3 separate regions of the Sus scrofa genome follow, and all the other regions are linked to region 3. The links are chromatin contacts, called in public HiChIP or PLAC-seq maps. All regions are on one chromosome and are shown on one strand. Each heading gives the region's core, a stretch centred on a gene start, on an enhancer-like site or on the middle of the called end of the contact. The rest is flanking DNA. Distances are from core to core; before and after follow the strand shown. Region 1 holds the start of GHDC (GH3 domain containing). Region 2 overlaps STAT5B (signal transducer and activator of transcription 5B). Region 3 holds the start of STAT5A (signal transducer and activator of transcription 5A).

The links. HiChIP or PLAC-seq counts read pairs in DNA pulled down with a chosen protein or histone mark.
Region 1: a contact with region 3 is called in an H3K27ac HiChIP or PLAC-seq map of skeletal muscle. The contact joins the promoter of GHDC here to the promoter of STAT5A in region 3. A contact is called at or near these places in 2 of 5 promoter capture datasets (fetal skeletal muscle and liver), 4 of 47 Hi-C or Micro-C datasets (fetal heart ventricle, fibroblasts, liver and 1 more) and 2 of 2 datasets of contacts at active chromatin or transcription factors (alveolar macrophages and skeletal muscle).
Region 2: a contact with region 3 is called in an H3K27ac HiChIP or PLAC-seq map of skeletal muscle. The contact joins the enhancer-like site here to the promoter of STAT5A in region 3. A contact is called at or near these places in 3 of 5 promoter capture datasets (fetal liver and liver), 14 of 47 Hi-C or Micro-C datasets (alveolar macrophages, blood, brain and 5 more) and 2 of 2 datasets of contacts at active chromatin or transcription factors (alveolar macrophages and skeletal muscle).

The regions. Positions count from the first base shown.
Region 1 is chr12:20,579,159-20,582,296 of Sscrofa11.1, reverse strand. It overlaps GHDC (GH3 domain containing), which reads right to left and starts at 1,269. Exons shown (of 10, transcript NM_001246239.1): 1 at 1,142-1,269; 2 at 920-1,008; 3 at 461-739; 4 at 40-161. The coding sequence starts at 725.
Region 2 is chr12:20,562,746-20,565,949 of Sscrofa11.1, reverse strand. STAT5B (signal transducer and activator of transcription 5B) reads right to left here. Exons shown (of 18, transcript NM_214168.1): 12 at 2,781-2,987; 13 at 1,398-1,492; 14 at 1,166-1,296. Among named protein-coding and RNA genes, the nearest start is that of GHDC, 17 kb to the left of the region's middle. Within about 2 kb of position 1,274, at least 2 of the 83 cell types and tissues checked have an H3K27ac peak or open chromatin away from gene starts, as enhancers often do. A contact at or near this core is called in skeletal muscle, where this site is marked.
Region 3 is chr12:20,497,286-20,500,251 of Sscrofa11.1, reverse strand. It overlaps STAT5A (signal transducer and activator of transcription 5A), which reads left to right and starts at 1,467. Exons shown (of 19, transcript NM_214290.1): 1 at 1,467-1,511. It also overlaps a transcript of STAT5B not described here.

The sequences.
Region 1 (3,138 bases), core at 20-2,519, 82 kb before region 3:
GGTCTCTGGTGGGGTCGGGCTCCAGCCTTCCCAGTTTACCTGCAGAGAGGCCTCCCCACAGTACTGGTTTGAGGTAGGGGGCAAGACCTGCCCCCTACCCTCTTCCTCCTGGACCTGGCTGGCCTTGGTCAGTGGAAGATGATTCCGGAAGGTGCTTATATCTGTAGCCCCAAAGACATCACAAAATCTTTATGAAGCCACAGAGTTCCCAAGAGTTTCAGGCCAAGACGGGTGACATCCTTGAGGAAGGAACCCGGAATAGGCCTGGGGGATGAGGGGCTACCAGGACCCAGGATGGGAAAATTCTCTTGACCATTCCTTAGCCTGGGTCAGATCTCTGGGTCAGGCCCCTCTGTGTTGGCAGAAGAAGCGGGGAGGGAGGTTTTCAGGTTTTGGAATCTGACTGTCCTATGGGGTTTCTTTCTCTTTGGGCCACCTCCCCACGCCTTGGGAAACACACCTGTGCTCCCCCTGAGGGGACAGCAGGGACCCTGGGCCCGCTGCAGACACCATCTCAGGGCCTGCTGCTGACTCTGGCCTGCGTGCAGCGTGCTCTGCTCCAGCCTCTTCTGCTGCCAGGCAGCTGCCCAGCACAGGACCCTCCATGCTACACGGTGCTGGAGGCAGACAAGCCAGGACAGCCTGGCATCCTGGGAGTGCCACCACCAGAGCATCACCAGTGGAGGCAGTAGCAGCAACAGCAGGAACAGCAGCAGCAGCAGCATCTCTAAGCCGCTCCCTAGGAGGAGGAAGGCCTCCGCATCGAGGGATTGTGAGGAGGAGGCGGGGACCATCCGTTTCCTCCCCCGCCCCTCCCCCTGGGGGGAATCAGTTAAAATGGAGGTTCGAGAAGCCAGGACCCCTGTCAGGCAGGTGAGACGCAGAGGAGAGAACATCAGGGCTCTGGGGCCACACTGACCTGAATCGGGATCCTGGCTCTGCCCCTGGTTAGCTGGCTGGCCCTGGGGATCTCAGCTCGCCGCTCTGAGCTCCGTCCCCTTCCCCTGTCTGTAAGATGGGAGTAATAACACCCTTCAGAAGGTGCAGGGAAGGCATGGCACGGTGCCTGGCACACAGCGGTTGCCTAACCGATGACACGCCTGGTCCATTCCCGAGTGGCTCTGCTTTGTCCAGGACCTACCCTCTCCCAGCATCGTGTCTCCCCCTGAGCCCCGAGCAGTGATTCCATGTCCCACATGCACCTGTCACAGCCCAAATGTGCCTCCGCCAGGCACCCAGGGTCCCCGCAGTGCTCCGTACAGCCTCAGTGCACAGCGGGCCAGAAAGCTGGGGCCACGACTTTAAAGGGCTGGGCCTGGACCGGGAAATCCGGCTGCTGGGCCTGAGGGAGGTGCTGGGAAGGGGGGGAGCTCTTAAAGGGGCAGGTCACCTAAGGACTGCCGGGCTGGGAGCTGGCCCAAGCTGGCAGGTGGAGGGAGGTTAGGGCCAGAGTAGCATGTGAAGGAAGAGGAAGCTGAGTGTGAAAAGACTGCCTCCAATCAGCTTGAGTGGGGAGTGGGGTGCACCCTATCCTGAAGTAGGTTCAAATTTGCTTCATTTTTTTTTTTTTTTTTTTTTGGTCTTTTTAGGGCCGCACTCGTGGCACATGGAGGTTCCCAGGCTAGGGGTCGAATTGGAGCTACAGCTGCTGGCCACAGCCATAGCCACAGCAATGCCAGATCCAAGCCGCATCTGCAACCTACACCACAGCTCACAGCAACACCGGATCCTTAACCCACTGAGCGAGGGCAGGGCTTGAATCTGTGTCCTCATGGATGCTAGTCAGATTCACTTCTGCTGAACCATGACGGGAACTTTCCAAATTTTTTTTTTAATAAACAGACTTTTATTGAGGTATCTCAGCTCCTTTTTTTTTTTTTTTTAAATCAGATTAGTCAGTTTGTAAAGAGGTTAACAATTCCTGTTCATCATAAGCTTCATTGACAAAAGTCTCACTATTCATTAGATTTGAGAACTGTTAAGAAACAGAATTTTTGGAATTCCTACTGTAGCACAATGGGACACAAGTTTGATCGCTGGCCCAACACAGTGGGTTAAAGATTGGGTGTATGCGACAACTGTGGCTTGGATCTGATCCCTGGGCCAGGAATTCCACATGCTGTGGGGCAGCCAAAACAAATGAACAAACTAACAAACAAACAAAACCCAGAATTTTCTCCAATCCAGAATTGCTCTCCAAAAAGGTGGTAGAGAAAGAAAATGCTTTCGTTATTGAATAAGCATTAAATTGGAGTGAGATGCGTCGCAGGCAATCAGCTGAAACTGCAAAGACCAAAAAAACCTCGCTCCCCTTTAAAGCCAGAGCCGGGCAGACGCCACCTGCTAACAGGTGTTCTCAAAATAACTAACTTTACCTGGTAATTGGGGCCACCACCTGGGTTAGCTTATTGGTTTTATCACAATAAACACAAACTTCTCCTATCGTTATGGCAGGAGGCAGTCCCACGGTTAAGTCCTCTCTCCTCCTGTGCCCTTGACCCAGGCTCTCAGACGCTAAAAGCCCTCTGTCTTGCAAACTCTCTTATTTTCACAGCTGAGCTCCTTTGCACAGGTCTGCTCTATCTGGCTACCCCACCTTGCTTTCACTCCTTTTTAGTTCTTATTTAGGCCTTGCACTTGATTTTAAAAAAAATAACAGCCTTATTAGATATAATTTACACATTTACATATACGAATCACCCATTTAAAGGGTCTAGTTCAGGAGTTCCCGCTGTGGTGCAACAGGATTGGCGGCATCTCTGCAGCGCTGGGATGCAGGTTTGAAGCCCGACCTGGCACATCAGGTTAAGAATTTGTCTTTGCCGCAGCTGCACAACCGTGGTTGGGATCTGATCCCTGGCCCGGGAATACCATATGCCGCAGGGCAGCAAAAAAAAAAAAAAAAAAAAAAAAAAAAAAAAAAAAGTGTACAATTCAATGGTTTCTAGCGTATTCATAGGTATGTTCAATACCATCAATTTTGTAACATTTTCATCACCCCCAAAATGACCCCAGGCCTTTGAGCTAACAAACCCAATCCCTCTCCACCCCTGGTGCTAAGCAGCCTCAAATCTATAGTCTCTTTTTATAGATTTGCCTATTCTGGACATTTCATGTAAATGGAATCAGAGAACACAG
Region 2 (3,204 bases), core at 25-2,524, 66 kb before region 3:
CCATCATGGCTCAGTAGAAACGAATCTGACTAGCATTCATGAGGACTCAGATTTGATTCCTGGCCTCAGTGGGTTAAGGATCTGGCGTTGCTGGGAACTGGGGTGTAGGTTGCAGATGTGGCTTGGATCCTGCGTTGCTGTGGCTGTGGTGTAGGCTGGCGGATACAGCTCCAATTTGACCCCTAGCCTGGGAACCTCCATATGCCACACCATAAAAAGCAAAAAAAAAAAAAAAAAAAAAAAAAAAAAAAGTTATGGGTAGACTTTCATTACTATAAGCAGGTAATGCATATACCACTTCCCTAGAGATTTAATGATCTCAGGGAGTTTCAAGTTCAAAGAGTATTCTGTCTCTCTCTAGAAGAGATAGCTTGCTGGCTCCAGTCCCTGACTCCCTGTACAAAAGTATGTAAGAGAGAAAGAAAGCATATCCACAGCCAGCAGATATGTGAGAGTTATTCAAAACTATTAACATATATATATATTTTTCTTTTTAAGGCCACATGGCAGTATATAGAAGTTCCCAGACTAGGGGTTGAATGGGAGCTGTAGCTGCTCGCATATACCACAGCCACAGTAACGGGATCCGAGCCGTATCTGCGATCTATACCACAGCTCAGGGCAATGCTGGATCCTTATCCCACTGAGCAAGGCCAGGGATCGAACCATGTCCTCATGGATACTAGTTGGGTTCGTTAACCACTGAGCCATGATGGGACCACAACTAGTCAGATTCTTAACCTGAGCCACAATGGGAACTCCAATGGCAATATTCTTATAATAGGATAAAGGAATGATTCAAATAGCATATTATTCCACTTTAACAACTCCAAACAACAAAGTAATTCTTTACTGGAGTAAGTTCAAAGTTGAGTGATAAGAAGGCAAATATTTCAAATGAGAAGCAGCTGAGATTTGGGACAGGGCGCTGCATTACAGGTGGCCATGTCCCCTTGTACATTTGTGTTTCTCAAAACTAGTAACTGTTTCCCAGAAGATTTTACACAGGCTGCAGCTGTGTCATGGTTATACATTTGTGCTTCCCATAATTAGCACTGGCCCCAAAGAATAATATGTACTCAATAACTTGTTTCTTAAAGTAATTTTGCAACAAAAGCAGCTAACGAGAGCCAAGATATGTCTTAAAAAAGGGAGGGGCACTCACGAGAATCAAACTTCCAAGCAATGGTGATGCCACCAATTTCAGAGTCACTGAACCTCAGCAGGAAAGTCCCGTCGGGCTTGTTAATGAGTAGGTCATGGGCCTGTTGCTTGTTCACGAAACCCAAAATAGCCCTGGATCAGAAATGCCAAAGGAGCAGAAGCAGAGTGGGATGTTTTAATGCCGGAAAGATCATCTTCCTAACTCTACTGCTAACTTAAGAAAGGATTCTCACCCATCGTTCCAATGAGGCTTGAGATGTTTTTTTAACACTTCCATCACGCCATCAAACCACTGCCAGAAAGTGTAATTCCGTCCTGGTAAATTTTCCTGGTTGGAGAGACAACAAATGAATACAAATAGGCAGAAGGAACCCTCAGGATATTACCCGTATAGACTTTAACTGGTGAAATTAAAGGGAAAATAACATCTACACTGTCAGAATCATAGAAATATACACGCCTGCCTGAGTTTGATCAAGTGGTCCTACAACCAAAAAAAAAAAAAAAACCAGGATAGAGAGGAAAAGACAGAAGAAGGGGGAAATACCACAGAGCAGTTACCAACAGTCCGTGGATCTCGGCTACAAACACTTGCCCCTGCATCTGGACTGACTTGTTCTTTGCTTTTGGGGGGGGGGGGCGGAGCAAAGGAGAAAAGAATAGCTTTATTGCTTTGACAGGCATAAGAGGGTCACAGGAGGCTAAGGCCCTAAAGACTGGGCCCCCTCCTTTACTGTTTTTGATGTGTGGTCTGTGACCCGCAGCGGCAGCGTTGCCAGGGAGCCTCTGGGAAACGCAAAATATCAAGCCCCATTTCAGACCTGCTGAAGCTGAGCCTGCGCCTTAACAAGCTGCCCAGGTGATGTGTAAATTTGAACTGGACTAGATCACACTGTGAGGCCACAGAGAACACGCCATCATACAGCTGCTGCAATAATTATCAGCAAAGTGCAGTTATCTGATTCTGCTGGAAGGCATGATTCTGCAACGGAAAAGACAGACTACCAAGGCCTCCTGCTTCCCCTATCGAACCTCCTCTGACTACCAGCAAACCTGTTGGCTAGCTGGTTAACACACAGCCATTTAAAAGAGTTAGACTCAGAGACTATGAGATCTTTGAACTGGGGCACTTAAAACACGGGGGTGGCCATGGATGCAAAGACACAAACGTTCAATTTAAAATCGAAGATGTGACAGGTGGCATCTGAACTGCCTGAGGCTAGAGGAAATGTGGCCTTCATTGGCACCCTCTTTTGAGGGCTGAGGGCCCCATGGGAGTCTGACTTTGCATTACACTCAAGGAGCCTCAGAGAGTCAAGGGGACTGAGCCATGGAGTTCTGAGCATCACCAAAGCTTTACTTCTCATGAGTTATGTGATCATTTGCTTTGCTGTTTCCTTTACAAAGGAAGAAAATGCATGCAAAGCCGTTTGCTTAAATATTCAAGCACAAAATTTTCTACACACACACACACAAAGCATGTGGCTTTCAGAGGCTTCCTATTACCGTGGGCATGGTGTATTAGAGGCATGAGGAACGGGGGCCCGGGGCAGGGATGCTCCCGAGGGGTCTGGCCTGGAGGGGCTGATCTGATTGCAGCAGGCGGGGGCCCTCACCCTGTTGAACTGGGACCAGGACACAGACATGCCGCTGTAGTCCTCCAGATGGCTGCTGCTGCTGTTGAAGAGCTTCTGCGCCAGGAACACGAGGTTCTCCTTGGTCAGGCCCCGGTTGCTCTGCACCTCGGCCTTGAATTTCATGTTGAGCGCCTCGCACAGCTGCGGCCACAGGACTTTGTCAGGCACCGCAAAGGGCACCCTGCCCTGCGGGGGTGGGGTGAAGGGGAGAGAAGCCAGAACCTTAGGAGAAAACACCTGCAGGATTTATCCCCTCAGCCCGAAAAAGAAAACCACTGAGGAGGGGATGGAGTTGCAAACACTTGTCTGGCTGAGCGTGGGGCTAAACTCAAACCTTCGCGGGGTTTGCGGTTCTGGGACATTGAGAAGGTTCCATCTCACTGTCTTCACATGCCACTTGGAA
Region 3 (2,966 bases), core at 218-2,717:
CTGGGAGTGGGCAGGCAGGGCCCCTATTCTGGAGCTGGCACCCCCCGCCCCCGCCGACCCCAGCCTCCCCAGATGCCCAGATGGGGATGCATGGCAAGAGTAATCCTCTGCATGCCAGATGCGGCTCAGAAGACTTGGAGACCCACGGGATCTGCTCCCATTGACTGACTTCGCCACCTGCTCACAGTGACAGGCTGGAGTGCCCAGGTGCCAAGTAGGGCCCACTCACCGTGCGGCAGTGGGTTTGGATCTGCCACTGACAGTCCTCCTGACACTGGCCAAGTCAATTCCCCTCTCCAGCCTCTGTTTCCCCGTTTGTAAAATCATCTTTTCGGTTGTTTCCAGTGCTGACACTTGACTGTCATTCCAGGTGACTCCCTGGCTGTGTGTCGGACCCTCCTCTGGCCAAATCTGTTGCACAGAGGAGGGGAAGAAGGGGTGAGGGGGTAGCATGTTCCCTCATCCCTAGAGCAGGGTTTCCCCAATCCTTTTTGAACCCCTTTACCATTTCAATTTCTCTCCCCATGGTCCTACCAACTGAGACTGCGACCACACATGGAGTGTGTGTGGCGGGGGTGGATCTGCAGCTTTAAACTTCTAGTGGTCTCTGAAATAAAAGAATGAAAACGGGGAGTTCCTGTTGTGGTTCAGCGGTAATGAGCCTGACTAGTATCCATGAGGACGATCCCTGGCCCCACTCAGTTGGTTAAGGATCCGGTGTTGCCATGAGCTGTGGTGTAGGTCACAGATGCAGCTTGGATCCCGAGTTGCTGTGGCTCTGGCATAGGGTGGCAGTTACAGCTCCATTTTGCCCCCTAGCCTGGGAACTTCCATATGCCATAGGTGCAGCCCTAAAAAGCAAAAAGAAAAAGAAAAAAGAAAAGAAACTGGGGGAAGTAGTGAGTGGTGAGAAGATGGATGGGTGTGGGATGGGGGAGGGAATAGAGAGAAAAGGGCAGATCCAAGAAGGAATTAGGGAGGGAGGGAGGGAGGGAGAGGAGAATGATTCCCCCCAGGACACAAGGTCTTGGCCCAGCCAGCTGTGAGTGGGCAGCCAGGCTGGCCCCTCCCTTGATGCTGCCAATACCAGCTGCCAGGCAGAGGGGAGGCCCCAGAGGAGAGGGAAGCTGGGTAAAGGGAATGGAAGGCTTCCAGGGCCACCTTGCCCAACTCCACACGCTCCGCAGAGGGGCGCTCAGGGAGGGGGCTGTGAGCCAGGCAAGGCTCAGGGAGGGTGTTCCCTGTTGTGGCCAGGCCTAGAGGCAGTGGGGAGCTTGTGAGGAGGATTCAAGACGGCCTTCCCTGGACTTTCTGAAGATAGGACCAGCCTCAGATGTGACTGGGCTCGCGTGAACTGAGGGCCAGGATCACGCACGGATCATAGTCTGCGGATCAGGCCACGTGCCCACGGTGGGACCCCTTCCCCGCTCTGCACTCCACTTCTCATCTGCAAAATGTCAGGGGGTTGAGCATTTGACTGCCAGGGTTCGTTCTTGTTTCTACTGCAGCGGGTGAGTGCACGGTGGTGGGAGTGGTGGAAGGAGGGTGATGGGGCCCTCTGAGTGAGCTGGCTTCTCTGGAATCCCCAGTCTTTCCCCTGGCCAGGGCTTCGCCACTGAGATCACAAAAGCTGCGTCCCCAACCCACGTAAACACACACGCGTGCGCGCGCGCGCGCGCACACACACACACACACACACACACACATTAAAATTTTGAGTCTAGAGATTCAAGAGGTGACATAAGCTGGGGCTGCAGGCATCTCCAGCCGGTCCAACCCTTCCCTCCTCCCTTTTTACAGATGCGAAAACTGAGGCTGTGCTTTGGAATTTCCAGAGCCCGGGATTTCCCAGCCCTCCCACCCCCATCCTCCAGCCACCGCTTCGCCTCTTGCCCAGCACGGGCCGCGGCCGCTCCGCGGGGCCGCAAGCGAGGGCAGGCTGGGACTCCCGGGGGGACCCCGCCGTCGGGGCAGCCCCCACGCCCGGCGCCGCCCCGCCTCGCCTCGCCGCCTGAGGCCCGGGGAGCCAGCCACCGAGGGCGGAGGCAGGGAGAAAGCGACCGAGGCTGGGAGGGGTGGTAGCGAGAGCTCGCGCGCTGTGTATGGTCTATCAGAGGCAGCTGACCTTTGAGGAGGAAATCGCTGCTCTCTGCGCCTTCCTGTAGTAACAGCCGCTGCCGCCGCCGCCGCCGCCTCCGCCGCCGCCGCCAGGAGCCCGGGCCGGGAGCGAACGCCGGCCCCGCTGCCGGACGGCTCGGCGCGACCAGGTGGGTGGCCCGGCCGCGCGTCCCCGGCGGCGCGCGCCGAGAGGGGGCACTCGGCTGCTGCCCGGGCCCCCGCGCTCCGGGCCCCGGAGCCCGACAGCCGGCGGCGGCGTGCCGGGAACCGTCCCCGGGACCGAGAGGGAGTTTCGGCGCAGCGCTCAGCGCGGACGGGAGACGGGGGACGCAGAGGGAGGGAGGGGTCGAGGGTGGGCGCCGTCCCCGCCCGCATGGGCAGGGGGCGCTGTCGGACCGGCCAGAGGGAGACCGCGGGCACAGCTCAGGGGGTCGCAGCCCCAGAGAGGGAGCGTCTGCTTCCCCGGCTCTCGCCCCTTCGCGACCCCAGCCATGGGCCCGCCGTGACGGAGCCGTCCAGTGGGAACCGTCGGTGGCGTGGCCCTCACTTTGGGCCAGAATATCCCCGGTTCCCAGAAACGGGGACTCAGGAGTTCGAGGCAGGGGAGGGGGATTCTTGCAGCCTTCCCTAGAGGGCCCGTGGGCCTCCGCCGGCAAGTTTCTCTTTCAGTTTTTAAGCTGTTCCCCCCGGGGAAGCCCCGGTGGGGCGAGGGGAGAGGAAGAGGGGGAGGGCACCTGACTTTCGGGAGCCCCTCCCCAAGCCTCAGCGGGTTCCTTGCTGGAGGGAAGGGCGGCCTTCCCCTCCTCACCATCTTTCTTCCCGCACAGGAAAGCGTGTCTGTGAGAGGG